Linked DNA regions of Rattus norvegicus: region 2 is linked to region 1. The links are chromatin contacts, called in public Hi-C maps. All regions are on one chromosome and are shown on one strand. The core of a region is the stretch at or near the end of the contact, and the rest is flanking DNA. Distances in the headings are between cores, read along the strand shown.

The links. Hi-C and Micro-C count contacts between places; a contact is called where the count stands out from the background.
Region 2: a contact with region 1 is called in a Hi-C map of Schwann cells, with 2.0 times the contacts expected there. The contact joins the enhancer-like site here to the promoter of Ccn2 in region 1. A contact is called at or near these places in 3 of 12 Hi-C or Micro-C datasets (the A7r5 cell line, Schwann cells and psoas muscle).

The regions. Positions count from the first base shown.
Region 1 is chr1:22,622,028-22,626,353 of GRCr8, forward strand. It overlaps Ccn2 (cellular communication network factor 2), which reads right to left and starts at 2,587. Exons shown (of 5, transcript NM_022266.2): 1 at 2,304-2,587; 2 at 1,994-2,216; 3 at 1,557-1,808; 4 at 1,215-1,426; 5 at 1-835. The coding sequence starts at 2,363. The coding sequence ends at 539.
Region 2 is chr1:22,702,865-22,707,210 of GRCr8, forward strand. All of the region lies in intron 2 of LOC102553457 (a long non-coding RNA gene), which reads left to right. Among named protein-coding and RNA genes, the nearest start is that of Ccn2, 80 kb to the left of the region's middle. Within about 2 kb of position 2,812, at least 3 of the 93 cell types and tissues checked have an H3K27ac peak or open chromatin away from gene starts, as enhancers often do. A contact at or near this core is called in Schwann cells, where this site is marked.

The DNA of each region.
Region 1 (4,326 bases), core at 1,337-3,836:
AGTCTAATAGACAAGGTTCTGACTCCCGACCAGTGTCACTGGAATCAGAATGTCAGCGCTGAAACTGCTGTTCTTACTGAAAGAATAGCTGGCTTCAGCCTCACCGAGTGGAGGACACACACCCAGCTCTTGCTAGAGCAGGTCTGTCTGCAAGCAAGCTATAATGTCCCTCCCCTGTCACACTCCAAAAAGTAGGCATATCGCTGCTTTTAAAATGACCTCAGCTAGTACCTGTCTTTCTCCTGGCATCTCCACTCTTCCAGGAGGCTCACCTTAGTGTGCGTTCTGTCACTGTGCGCTAGTGAACAACTGTCAAGTCTAAACTGTCTCGAAACCAGTGTCTGAGATTGACAGGCTATTTGCATGACAATGACACACGGTTCTCACTTCGGTGGGGTGTTTTCTCCCACAGCAGTTAGGAACCCAGATTTAAATTAATGTGCTACTGTAATCCTTTTTGTTTTTTTACAGAAGAAAATGAGATGTAACTCAGTTCAAGTTATAGTCTAAATGAGTTCGTGTCCCTTACTCCCTGGCTTTACGCCATGTCTCCATACATCTTCCTGTAGTACAAGGACTCAAAGATGTCATTGTCCCCGGGACAGTTGTAATGGCAGGCACAGGTCTTGATGAACATCATGTTCTTTTTCATGATCTCGCCATCGGGGCACTTGAACTCCACCGGCAGTGTGGTGGTTCTGTGCGGTGTGCAGCAGCGGCCGTCCGTGCACACCCCACAGAACTTAGCCCGGTAGGTCTTCACACTGGTGCAGCCAGAAAGCTCAAACTTGACAGGCTTGGCAATTTTAGGCGTCCGGATGCACTTTTTGCCCTTCTAAGGGAAGACGAGAAGAGACACCGCAATTACTACAACGGGAGTGGCCTTCCTCAACCCTCTGTAGACTAGCCCTATGTCATCTGACTTGTGTTTATATTCTGAGGGGAGAGAGACTGGGAGTTTCATTCGCCAGTTTTCCAAAAATAGCCATGGCTTCGTTTGGAGTGTCTCGTATTAACTAACACCCCGGGGAATTTTGTAGTGGAAAACTGGCAGCTGCTGTTACAGCATCTCTCATTCTAGCCAGACAGCTCCATGGTTAGATATTTCTGGAGACAACAGGCCTATAATAAGAAGGGCGGCGAGACAGCCAGCTCTGGTTCTCTTTCCTGTCATTCTGTGAAAATGAGTGTCTGGGGGCAGAGTATTTATTTACCTTAATGTTTTCCTCTAGGTCAGCTTCACAGGGCCTGACCATGCAGAGACGACTCTGCTTCTCCAGCCTGCAGAAGGTATTGTCATTGGTAACCCGGGTGGAGATGCCCATCCCACAGGTCTTAGAACAGGCGCTCCACTCTGTGGTCTGGACCAGGCAGTTGGCTCGCATCATAGTTGGGTCAGGGCCAAATGTGTCTTCCAGTCGGTAGGCTGTGAGAGAACACACAAACACAAGGTAAAACATCCGGATAGGACAATTTCCCCTTAACATGGTGTACTTGGGCATTGGCCCTGAAGTTGGGAAGAAGGAATAACAGTAACACAGATGAAGACGACTCACCAGCTAGGGCAGGGCCAACCACTGTGCGGTCCTTGGGCTCATCACACACCCACTCCTCACAGCATTTCCCGGGCAGCTTGACCCTTCTCGGGAAGGGGCAGTCAGGGCTGGGCAGGCGCACGTCCATGCTGCACAGGGGCACACAGCCCACGGCCCCATCCAGGCAAGTGCACTGGTATTTGCAACTGCTTTGGAAGGACTCGCCGCTGCGGTACACGGACCCACCGAAGACACAGGGTGCACCATCTTTGGCTGCAGGAAAGGAAGACAAAGATGTAGAGGTCAGACAGGGGTCCCAGGGATCAGAATAGCTGTATCACTGTACATGTCAAGGTGGTGAGCTAGGGTCAGGACTGCAGGGGGCCGGTTGGAAGCTGCTGCAGACAAGGGCTTTTTTTTTTTTCCTAGAGGGCTGGAATAGAGGCTGCGGGTCTTACCAGTGCACACGCCAATCTTGCGGTTGGCGGGGGAGCCGAAGTCGCAGAAGAGACCCTTGTGTGGGTCGCAGGGATCACGCTCCGTGCACAGTTCTCCCAGCTGCTTGGCGCAGACGCGGCAGCAGCCGCAGCCGTCCAGCACCAGGCTCACGCCGGCGGGGCAGCGCGGCGCCGCTTCAGCTGCGCACTGACACTGCGCGCTGCAGTCCTGGCCGGTGGCAGGCTGCGGAGAGGAAGGGGAGGGCGGTCAGTCTGAGATCGCAGCTCACTTTGCCCTCCCTCCGTCCTGTCCGTCAGTCCTGGAGCTTACCCGGGTGCAGAGGAGGAGCACCAAGGCGAGGCTAACGGGACCCGCGACGGAGGCGAGCATGGTCGGGGCGCGGCAGGAGGACGCACAGCGGGGTGCAGAGGCGACGAGGGGCGCGGCCGGAGCCTGGACTCGGTCTCGGGGCGGAGGTTGGTGTCCGGACGCTCCAGGTGGTGGCTCCTGGGGTTGTCCACTGGGCTGGGGCTGCTGCCGTCTGGAGGAGGTCGGTCTCCTAGGGTCGGAGCTGGAGTGGGTCTGGCTGAGTCTTCTTGGAGAGAAGAGCTGTGTGAGACTGGGCGGGTGGCGCTGGCTTTTATACGCTCCGGGCGGCCGGCTCGCCAAAGAACTGAATGGAGTCCTACACAAACAGGGACATTCCTCGCATTCCTCCCCACCTTCCTGCCTCATCAACTCACACCGGATTGATCCTGACCCCTTGACACTCCACATTCCTCCGTCTGAAAAAGCTGGCACACTTTAGCTGGCCAGGAAGAAAAAAAAAGGCGTTGTGTTTCCAGCACAACACCAAGAAGTAAAACTTTCTCTGTATCCTCTTCGCACCCTTCCTGATGAAATATAACTTAGAAATACATGAACAAGGATTATTTCTCGAATCTTCCCTTCTTAAAAATCGCTTTACCAGTTCTGGCTACTGATATAAAAATTTCTCAAGACTCAAGTAGCTGAAGAGGCAGATACCACGGGCCCCTAGAAATTCAAAAATACTTCTTTTTCACTGTTTTAGATTTTTTTTCCTTCATGGGACTGTAGTCTCTTGGATGTTCTACTGAGAGGAGAAAGGTGCTTATAGTCATTTGAAATACCCCCTCCCCGCCCAAAATGCCTATGTGCAAATTCTGTATCTGAAATACAGGCGTTTGATTTTTGGTCACTGGAGATAACCGTTTTTTGGTGGCTAAAAGATATGAAAGCCAGGACTATAAAGATGCATGTTCCTAGGGAGATTTTTCAGCCCTCTTTATGTAAGGACTTGTCTTCAAGGTCCAGAGAGGGAAGGACAATGACTGGGCATGGAGTTTTTAGGAAAATAAGTTTATGGGTTCAGACCAAATAGCTGTGTTCGGTAGGTAAGTGTCAGGGAACATAGGGTGGGAGAAGAAAGAAGCAGAAGGAAGGAGGCCAGTGGGGGTTCAGTTGAGATATTTTAAACATGGCTGTACAGAGGTTCAGGCTTTTTTTTTTACTTATCCTAAAACCCATAATCTAACGATGCTGTTGGAGTTTGTTCTGTTTTGAAGTAAAGCACTTGTTTACATGACAGCAAAGCGGTAAACGGTTGTGTCTAGCTGTAACCCAGCTATAAGCTAAGCATTTTTACTGACTTCTCCAAGTGTCTACAAGTGATGAAGCCCTCTTGCTACTCAAATGGCTTGCAGGCTAGTGGAGGGTGGTTAAGTCAAGGAAAGAACAGGCTTAGTCGGTGCCTTTGATGTTAAATGTAAACAGTGTACCTAATCTTGTCTCTCTTTCTTAACATTGCTACTTAGTTTCTGTAAGGACTCGTTTCATGTACTATGCATTCATTTAGAACCTGTACTATTTATTCTCTCTCTCTCTCTCTCTCTCTCTCTCTCTCTCTCTCTCTCTCTCCCTCCCCCCCCCCGTGTGTGTGTGTGTGTGTGTGTGTGTGTGTGTGTGTGTGTGTGTCCAATTCCCATTGTAGGTAGAGAGATTCTAGGCCATCCCATGCTTCCCCTAATACTACATCATTTACTTCTGGTTACACCCAAGAGTGGCTTCCTCTCATAGTTGGTGCTTCTGAGTATAAGTTAAAGGTGAGTATATCTGCGAAGACTAGTTTGGGGGAACAGCATACTGCAGACTTATAACATGAAAAGGGTCCATTTAAATTGGCCAGTTTTACAACTTTTTCAGTCCATCCATGGACAATTAACGGAGGGGCGGTGGGGGAAGGGAGCTAACCACTTCAAGTAGCTGACCGCATCATCTGCACACAATTACCTTGTTAAGCCAGCCACAGGCTGTACAGTGCAGTCACATGTCA
Region 2 (4,346 bases), core at 1,562-4,061, 81 kb after region 1:
CCACCAGAACCCCTTCTGCACCCCTTGCTAACTAGTCAGTCCCCTGCTGGCTAAGCACGACTTGAAACAGAGCAGAACAACACCTGCCCAGTTCTCTTCCCTTCTGCTGAACCACACACCTAGCTGGATCTCCATGGAAACCTCCAGCATGGAGACCCACACCTCTTTGTCCTGTAAGGTAGCATGCTTGCTGGTTCCAGAGCTTAGGCTGTAGACATCTCTTGGAGGGATTGCCATTCATCCCGTCTGGCCACCTCAGGCACTGACAGCAAGCACCTGAGTGATTCTGTCTCTGGCAGAACTATCTATGGAGCTGAGTTCAGCTCCCATTGCTACATGTAAGTTGGTGAACTAAGTGAAGCGGGTTAAGTACTTTGCAAACAGGTTGCGTGTTTCCTAGTGAAGCAGACAGCTGTGTCAGCCTTTAAGAAGACCAACATATAAGATCCTCCCTCCTGTGTAGAGTTCATGAAGATAGAATTTCTAAAGCAACTCTAGTACTTGGAGGCATTCATTTGTTATTTAATGGTTCATTTATAGTTTTTTTTTTTTTTTTGGTTCTTTTTTCCGGAGCTGGGGACCGAACCCAGGGCCTTGTGCTTCCTAGGCAAGCGCTCTACCACTGAGCTAAGTGCCCAGCCCCATTCATTTGTTATTTAATGGTTCATTTATAGTTATTTTTAAGAGGGAATATGATAGTCAGACAAATTGTCTTTCTTTTCAATTGTTTCAGCATAGGAAATCACAGATCTATGCTCTCTCCTTTCCAACATCCCAACTTTGCTCTTGGATGACTCTTGTCACATCTCGGGGAGACTTAACTTTTGGGGCTTGTTCTTTGGAATAATGACTTGTGACCTGGACCAAATTTCTGTTGGTAAAAATGGTGCTTTGTTTAACCACCTCTGAGCTGCTAAGTATATTTTAACTCTCTTTTAAGGAGACCTAATATGTATTAATTCACTTAGGATTCGCACCGTGCTGCAGAGTTGAAGGCCAGCCTCTAGACAGTCAGCATCTTTTAAATTCCTTTGATACACCTCCTGATATAAATTCTCTGTTTCAACTGTGAAAGCAGAGGAATTAAAAAGTAAAGCAGTTTTCTATGAGACTTAACTTTTTAGTTAACTTTTTAGCATCTAGAGTAAAACCTTAGAGAGCCAGAGGCTTTTAAAATGTTACAAATGGAAACTAGGAACCAAGGGGAATAATTTCCTCATTGAGGCACATGTAACTTTTACCTTGTAGTGTTTTCACTTGTAAATGTTTCACCCATGATCTCCAGATTTCCATTTCAGGTCTTCACTAGCATCATCTGGAAGAGCAAGGACCTGGCATCATCAACTTGGTGGTACAGTCTCATAAAACAGGGCCCATCTACCTGTTATAGTGTTCTATTGTAGAAATCCCACTAGGTATGGTGTGTGTGTGTGTGTGTGTGTGTGTGTGTGTGTGTGTGTGTAGGAGTTCTTCCTAAGAGTTAGAAGTGGATGAAAACCATAAGTAAATAAAGACATTTAGTTGACAACCCAAGAAGGTTCACATATTCGCAACTATTGGGACCTTAAGCCCTACTGCAATTCCCCCATAGTAGATTAATGAACTGTGTTTAAGGGTGAATGATGTTGAATTATTTACATTTTTTACTTTTATTTTAGTTTATATCTTTCCTTGGATTATCCTGAAACCTATCAAAGGATAGAAAAGCATTTTCTTTTTTTCTATGGAGAATCTTGTACATTGGGCTACACTGAGGTACTTCTTTTCCTTGATCTCATCATTATCAACTTCCTACTGAGTGTCTTTGACAGACATTGGCCTCAGGAGGATGTCAGTGTGTTTGGGTCCCCACACTGGGTCAGGGCTTCTGATTATCATTGGCCTATTCTGCTAATCATATGCTCACTGGAAAACTGAAAGACTGAACATAACTTTGTTGCTTCTTCACTTGTGATTTAAGCATAAAACATGGTGTTGGGAAGATCTAGACCAGTGATCTGTGGGTTGTGACCCCGTTGTTGTTGTTGTTGTTGTGTTATGTGTGTGTAATGGCCCTTCCACAGGAGCCATGTATCCTGCATATTGAATATTTACATTAGATTCATAACAGTAGCAAAAATACATGTATGAAGTAGCAACATAAACAACTTTATGGTTGGATGTCCCTACAACACAAGGAGCTATATGAAAGGGTCACAGATTTGGGAAGCTTGAGAGCTGCTGCTCCAGACAAAGCTGTGTTTGGAATGACAGTGCTTACTGACTCTGCTTGCTGTCTCTGCCTAGAGTCAGAGTGAGTGACTCACGAGAGCATGTGTGGGTAATTCTGTGCTCCCATGTGCTTACAGGGTCCTGCAAAGCGTTCCTCATCTATGAAGACAATACCCCTGGATTTAATTAATCCAACAAGAGGCAAATATTAGTTAATATTAGATGAATGGTGAGATGGGACAAGGAGTTGTATTTTTAGCAGGCCTACTGTATGTATATAGCATTGACAATGGGGGACATTGAATTTACAGTTATCGATATGGAAACAATTCAGGAAGGTCAAACTACATTGTATGTCAGAGCTTGAACTCAAAGTCAAGGGTGGTTCCAAAGCTCCTGTCATGACCTCTCTACCACGATGTCACTCTTCTCAATGGGACGTCATCCCCTAGACCTGTGTATCAGGCACAGTATTATCGACACACATGATCTCAGTGTAAGGAGCTTTACAGACATCATACGCAGTTGAGAAAGGAAGACCAAACAGGAGCAAAGCCATCTAGCTTGGAGCTCCTGAGGACTGGACTAGGTTTAGATTCTTGTCCTTGCTCTTCTGCATCTGACCAGCCATTGTGTCACTGGCATAGACCCAGTCCTCCCAAGGTTTCCATTTGCAGAACAACAAAAAGACCCTTGAGGCCAACAACTAATTATTCATTCTCAAATATTCTAAGTTAAAAGTAAGTGTGAGGCTTTTTTTTTCTTGAACTCTTTCTAAAGTGACCCTTGACAGAAACTGGAAACAGTTCTTGTCAATGCAGCCATTATCTTTGTGAGCAAACGGGATGTGGGAGGGAGGGTGGAATTTCTGAGTTCTTTGTACATGGGAACGAAATGTCTGTCATTCAGTTAAAATAAATTATTGATTTTTAAATCAAATCAAAATATTGAGTTAAACAAGTAGGTCCTGTCTGGATTTTCACTCATTTGTGAGAGCTGTGTTTTCACTGGTTTATGAATAGTGAGGGAAAATAGGTTATAAATAACAAAAAACATGTTTCAGAATTCATGAAAACTGAGAGGTAATTACAGAACAGTCTGAAAAAAAAAGTTTAAATTACCATCAGTTCCCAGAAACATAAGTGATCCTTTCTTGCCTTATCAGGTAAGTAAGCTGACAGTATGTGTAAAGTCGGTTTTGGAATCCTCAGTTCCTTTTTCCACTGGCGTGTGGTGGACAAAGCTCAAATTATTCTTGCACAACCCCAGAGTTTTCCCCTCTTCCCGGGAACAAGGCTTTAAGTGTCTTTGGTATCAGTCAGGGTTCAGGATTCAGGCTCTCAGGAGGGTTGCAAGTGACTGACTTTCCTGAAATAGAGCAAAGCAATTAGGTAAAAATTAGCCAGAACGATGAGCAGTAGCTCTGGGAGATCCAACATTGATCCTTTCCCCATGAATTAAGAGATGATGTAATTGAGAACTTACTCACATTTTTGCTTAAGGATCTACAAAGTGTGTGTGTGTGTGTGTGTGTGTGTGTGTGTATTTGTGTATGTGTGTCTGTGTGTGAGTGTACATGTGTGAATATCTGTGTGTGTGTTTGTGTATGTGTGTATTTGTGTATGTGTGTCTGTGTGTGAGTGTACATGTGTGAATATCTGTGTGTGTGTTTGTGTGTGCTTGTGTGTCTGTGTGTAAGTGTATATGTGAATATCTGTGTGTGTATGTTTGTATGTGTTTGTGTATGTGTGTTTGTGTGTGTACATGTGTGAATATCTGTGTGTGTATCTGTGTGTGTGTCTCTGAGTGTGTGTGAATATCTGTGTGTGCAAATGTGTGTGTGTGTGTGTGTGTGTGTGTGTTTGTGTGTGATCTGAGTAGAAGCAAAAGAAAAAGAATGAGTTTTCCATGTACAGCCCAGAGACCAGCATGGGGACTATAAATGTAAATTCAAGTCACTGGGGGGCAAGAGACTTAGATCAAAATGCCAAAGGGAGGACCAGCTGTAGACAAAGAAAGCCCCCATGTTCATTGCTGGAAAGCTCTCTTTTTTTTTCCCTGAGCTTCAAGAGACTAGTCCCCTGTGGACTGTGGTAATTGTCCCATCGTGCATGCACCTCATGGTTAATTTTCTC